2 separate regions of the Sus scrofa genome follow, and region 2 is linked to region 1. A link is a contact called in public Hi-C data. All regions are on one chromosome and are shown on one strand. Each heading gives the region's core, a stretch centred on a gene start, on an enhancer-like site or on the middle of the called end of the contact. The rest is flanking DNA. Distances are from core to core; before and after follow the strand shown.

Region 1 (2,897 bases), core at 258-2,757:
TCTTTCTTTCCTTTTCTTTTTTTTTTTTTTTTCCTTTTTTTTTTTTGTTCATGCTAGCACCATGCCAAAGTTCCTAGGCCAAGGATTGAACCTGCACCACAGCAGTGACCTGAGCCACTGCAGTGACAATGCCAGATCCTTAACCCACTGAGCCACCAGGGATCTCCTGGCAACTTTTTTTCTTAAAGGGCCAGAGAGTAAAGATTTTAGCTTTACAGCCGAGAAGGTCTCTGTGGCAGCTCCTCAAATTTGCCATCCTATCAAGAGAGCAATCATAGACAATATATGTTAATCAATGAGCATGGCTGTGTTCCAGGAAATCTTTCTTGACAAAAACGGGCATTGGCCTGGATTTGAACTTTTAGCCAGAGTTAGCCCATATTTGCGCCAAATCCGTTTTTCTCAAATGGCAGGTTCTGATCCATGAGTGATAGGATCAACTTGCATGTGCTGCAAAAATAATTTTTTAAAAACATGAAACCAACCAAACTAGAACAAAAACTATGTGAGTTCATCACGTCTATTTCGGAAATGTAACATTCACATAGGTGCTTATGTAGGCACCCACATATGTTCGTGTGTGTAACTGCGTGCGTGTACTTATTTGCACCTGTGTTCTGGGCTTTGATGTCAAACGTATAGTTTTATGGCTTATAATCATAACAGTTTGTAAAATACTGTTCTGAACACTTGCCTGATATGTCTTGATATAACATGCATTTTGCAGCTAAGGAACCAGAGACATGGAAAGACACTAAGTGACTTGCCCCAAGTCACACAGGCGAAGGGGCTGGGATGCAAATGACACCAAAATACATCATCCCACCTGCAAGAAGAGATTCTGCGGTGAAGGGCAGAGTCTGAGGGAATGATGTTAGTCTAGCAGGTGTTGTATTGGAAGATGACAAGCCTTTGATATAAGCTTTCTCCCTGGCTCATTTTGGAAATGTAATAAATCACTAAAATTCTTTCCTGGGGAAGGAAAAGAAAACAAGAGCCAGGCTTATTCCACATATAGAATGGCTTCCTGCTGACACAAACTGTAAGTCTGTTTTCCCTTCCTGGTATTTGCACTGCAATGGCTCTTCATCACAATGTATTTTTCCCCCAACACATTTTAGCAAGTCGGTTGGAATGGATTTGAGACTCTAAACAGTCTCGTGAATGAAAAAAGCAAAGGGTAACCTCTTCAAACAGCCCTTCTCCCTTAATCTAGTGACGTGCGAGATGCAATTTGCATGATAATGTTAACCAAAATGGGAGAAAGGCACGGCTACAGACAGTATACGGGGTGGTTTTTTTTTTTAACCTCCACTGAAAAAGACAAATGGCTAAGACATTTATATCTGCAGCACTTATTAGGTAGAAAATGCTCAACCCATTAATTTTATTGCTGTACTGCTGAATATGGAGTGCGAATGAAGTTCAGAGGCTGTTACAAGACTCCAGCGGCTCGTGCAAGAGAGAGGCCAGCGGAGAGGCGGAGTTCCAGCCAAATCCAGGGGTTTTTTTCAGGAGAGGCTCCCTTAACGTTCATCCTCGTGTTGCAGGACAGGTGTGTCTCTACGTGAGGCTCCTTGGGAAAATGTCTGTTCAGTGCAGACTTCAGAGTCGCTCTGTAAGTTTTTGTTTTTAAGGCAGCCTTCCCTAAGATGTTGCTGATTGATTTAAAGACGGGTCTCCCTGGCAACCGTATTTTATATGGGTGGATTAGGCAAGCAGAAAACAGAACTTGGAGTTAACAGTATAACCTAAAGAAAATGTTGGTTTCCGTAAGAAAAAAAATCAAAAGCAATAGGAAAGGAGGATGTTAGGATTTTTTAAAAACCCTTCCTAAATTGAAAGACACGTATAGGAGATAAGGAGGAAAATAAATTATGTGTGGTAATGCCCTCCGAGGCTGCTATGACTGTTTTGTAATGGTCTTTTTTTCCCCAGAATTTTTTTCTATGTGCCTTGGTTAAGAAGCCTCACAACTCCCCACAGTTACCATCTTAATAAGCAGAGAACAAAATATAAGACCGAAAACGTAGCTCAGTTTTACCTGCACTCAATTTTACCTTGTGCCCTTGTGCTCCAGACTCTGGGATTTATGGTCAACAACCAGGGATGCTCAGAAGAGGCTGTCCCAAGAACGATTTCCACCCCAAACCCCCCTCCAGCACTTCAGGGGTGTTGAAACCCTGACATAAACCTCTTACACATGCTTTGCCGGGTTTTGTATACCAAGGCTTTGCCAGCAAGAAAGTCAGAACCGAAAGACCACCCCCCCCCCCAACTGAGTCTGTTACTTCCAGGGCTCTGCTTTCCAGTGTCAAGCTTTGCTAACAACAGCTTCTCATTATCCAACAAGCTCAGTTTCTCCCATGGTCACGTGTGGCTCAGGAAATTTAAAACCCCCTCTACTATGCATGCCTGTTGATTGATTTTATATATTGCATATTCCTACCTAAGCCTATGCACATCCATATCCACTCCTATTAGTTTGTATATGTATATATTGTCATACATATATGATCAAAGGTATATGTGCATAGAGTCTAAAGAATCAAGGGTTTGGCAAAGCTGGTTATAAAAATAGCAGAAATGTGCTTTCCTTCTTTTCTTCCTGTTTCCTTCCCTCCAGAAGCTGCTTAACCACTGTTAACTGTTCTCACTCATTCTTTTGGTGTCTCCAGATATCTAAATAACATGTTCATAATGAGACATACTCATCTGTCGTATTTAGGCATTAGCTCTTTTCCTCGAGCAAAGGGACAATTTAGCTTTCTGGTCACCCCTTCCGCTTTCACCACCACCATACACACTAGACACACTCCTGTCTCTGAATCTTTTCAGTGATTTCAGTAGTTCAAGACTTGGTTTTTTTTTTTTTTTCCCTTCTGTCATGACCATGC
Region 2 (2,897 bases), core at 185-2,684, 360 kb after region 1:
CACATCAGAGCTCGTGTGGCTGGGGGTCAGGGGGACCAGCCAGCTGTGGGCCCAGCGTCTTAGAATGAAAATCAGTCAGAGCAAAGGTAATGGTCCTGGACAGACTGTCCCAGGCAAACACGGGACTGGCCAATGTCTTCCTCATCACTTCCCACCAGGTTCTGAAGACTGGACACACGTGGCTTTCTCAATGGGCCAGGCCCAGTTCCCAGCATCCCTCAGACAAAAGGCACCGAGCAGCCAGATCTATTGTGACGCTCAGACAGATTTTGGTTTTGGTCTCTACGCGGCATTGTTTGAATTTTACAACTGGTTGCCAATATCTAAAAATCAGGAGGACCATGCATTTGATAGGGACAGAGTAGCCACATGTGGTTGTAAAGCCCCAGTGGGGGTCACAGATAAAGAGGGAAACCTGGGGGGTGCTGGGAGACCCCTGTGAGTTCAAGCAGGCCATCAGCACAAGGCAGGCCTGCCTGACTAGTGGAGGTGTGAGAATTGCCTCAGGTCATTGGGTGGGGGTGGGATGAGGCCTGCATTCAGATTCCGACCAAGGGCAAGTGTTTGAGGGCTGCCCTTCTGTGGATTTGAATACACAGCTTACGGGGTACTAAGGAGGAGCTGCTACTCCCAGATAAGAAGAGGTGGGCCTTTCCAACCCCCACTCCCCTTGGAGGATAAAACCGTGGCCCAGAGGATCCTCGGGATCCTGGGGCAGAGCCTCTGTGCCTGCCCGTTTGCATCTCTCACAAGTGTCCCACCCTAACAAATCTGTTTCTGGCCGATCACTTTGTCTCTCGCTGAATTCCTTCTGCGCAGAGGCACAAAGAACCTGAACCTCAGTGAGTCCAGACATGGGTGAGTGATTCTAATTTAAAACCATGGCTTTAGGCCCCAATCTGGCTTTAGGTTGGGTTCGAGTCCCAGCATATGAGTTCAAGTCCCAGTCTGGCTTTTGGCTGGGTTCAGGCCGACAGTGCTGTCAGTTTCACATTCACCTTTCTGCGGGGCGCACCTTGCTTGAAAAGGCAGAAAACCGGGCCATGCGTGGTCTACCTTCTCAGGCAGGTGGAGCTAAGAAGCAACTGTCCACCTCCGAGGGGGTGTGGGCGCGCTCGGCCTCCCAGTGTCCACCACCCTGCTTCTCACTCCCTGCTCTGCTCAGAAGGCAACGGACTGAGCAAGTCCGGCCCAGGAAGAAGGGACTTGACCAGAAACAGGCCTCCTGCTGCTAATTGAGCTAAGTGGTCAGAGCTGGAGGTGGGCTGCAGCCCTGAATCGGCGTGGAAATCGTACTCCGAACCCACCGCCTTGTCTCTGACGTCCCCAATGTGTAAAGACACGGACGAAAACGTGGTGCTGCTGCTAATAACAGACTAAGCATGTCTCCACTGCCTCCGCCTCTGCCTCGCTCACAGAGAAAGCTAAAAATAAACCACTCGTGGCCTGGACCTCAATCTACACCTGAAGAGGCGTGTCGGGGGTGGGTGGCGTCCTCTTCCAGCGGCAGGCCTGGAAGAACTCCTGGTCTCAGGTTACAGCACAGTCCCTGAGGGCTGTGGGAGCCAGCAAGGGACCTGGGCCTGAAAGTTCTCTGCATTTGATCGCAGTTGAAAGAGGGTGATGGGGCGAGGAGGTAGAAGCAGGTGAAGGGACAAACACATCCAGGTCACTTTCCTGTCTCTTGTAAAGAGTCACCTCTTCCTAGAGGTGACAGAAAGGTTACCCTAGTAAAGGTAGTGTAACTGAGCTGGTGCCCTGCGGGGCTCCTGCGCACAGGCCTTTCTGGGTCCTCTGTTTCTTGTTTTTAGAGAATAAGCCTCAGCCTCCATGACCTTCCCTGAGTTCCAAAGGGCAGCTGCTCATCAGGGAAGGGAGGGGACGCAGACACCAGGGAGGAGCATCCAGAGACAACAGAGCAGCCTTGCGCCAGGGTCCTGGTTCCTCCTCCAGGAATACACAGAACAAGATCTTGAGCCCTTTCTGCAGAGCTAATACCCTCAACAAATGGAAGCACTCCTTGATGAAGCATCTTCATTCTGGGAGGAGGGAGGACCACCCGAACCAGTCCTGGGACCCCGAAACACCAGCTCTGAAAGACAATGCCAGCTTGCCTCCACTCTGATCTTTATCCGGGGCCCTGTGTTCCACTCCCCACACTATAAAACCACCTCCTAACTCCTTCCTAGGGGGCCACAGTCTTAGCAATAAAGTTATCATTTTCTCCTTTACCCAAAACTGTCTCTGCTTTTCAACTTGGACCCGGCAGACAGAGGCTGAATTTCGGCAACAGGAGGTCCCCGTTTTCTGTCCCTGTATAGCTCGTGCGCACTCGCACGCACACACGTGTGCACACACACACCTTGCCTGCTTTCCCCCAGCACTGCAATACACCCCATCCCACAAGCTGCAGTATCTTATTATTTGTTCTCTTGTGCACTGTCTCTCCCACCAGGTTATAGGCTCCATGAAGGCAGGAAACAGAGTTGGTCTGTTTCCAAACAGCTGTGTGTTTCTGGGTTGGCCCCTGGCACCTCGCAAACCCCACTGAAGACCCGCTAAGCGCATCTCTGACATCCCGTTACACGATGCTTGTAACATGGCCATGCTTCCAAAGCTTACACAACGGTTTCACAGTTCTCACCATTATTTCTCTGGCCTCCAGTCCAACTGAATATTTTATTCAACCAGCACTCTTTTTTTTTTTTTTTTGTTAAACTGAAGTCTATCCTAAAATATAAAACTTTGGAGCAGAGACTTAAGCAATTGAGAGGCGCCTGTATCCATGAGCTTGGAAGCTGACCATGGCTTATTGGCTGTGTGACCTTGGAAAAGGGAGTTAACTTCTTTCCTCAGCTTCCCCATCTGCTCATTCCCCATGGGTGAGCACTGCCTCC

What was found. A called contact is a pair of places that touch in the nucleus more often than the background predicts.
Region 2: a Hi-C map of epiblast stem cells shows a contact between it and region 1, with 2.7 times the contacts expected there. The contact joins two enhancer-like sites. A contact is called at or near these places in 5 of 47 Hi-C or Micro-C datasets (differentiating spermatogonia, embryonic fibroblasts, epiblast stem cells and 2 more).

What each region holds. Positions count from the first base shown.
Region 1 is chr3:27,049,409-27,052,305 of Sscrofa11.1, forward strand. No RefSeq gene overlaps it. Among named protein-coding and RNA genes, the nearest start is that of RPS15A, 270 kb to the left of the region's middle. Within about 2 kb of position 1,508, at least 2 of the 83 cell types and tissues checked have an H3K27ac peak or open chromatin away from gene starts, as enhancers often do. A contact at or near this core is called in epiblast stem cells, where this site is marked.
Region 2 is chr3:27,411,662-27,414,558 of Sscrofa11.1, forward strand. All of the region lies in intron 1 of XYLT1 (xylosyltransferase 1), which reads right to left. Among named protein-coding and RNA genes, the nearest start is that of XYLT1, 80 kb to the right of the region's middle. Within about 2 kb of position 1,435, at least 10 of the 83 cell types and tissues checked have an H3K27ac peak or open chromatin away from gene starts, as enhancers often do. A contact at or near this core is called in epiblast stem cells, where this site is marked.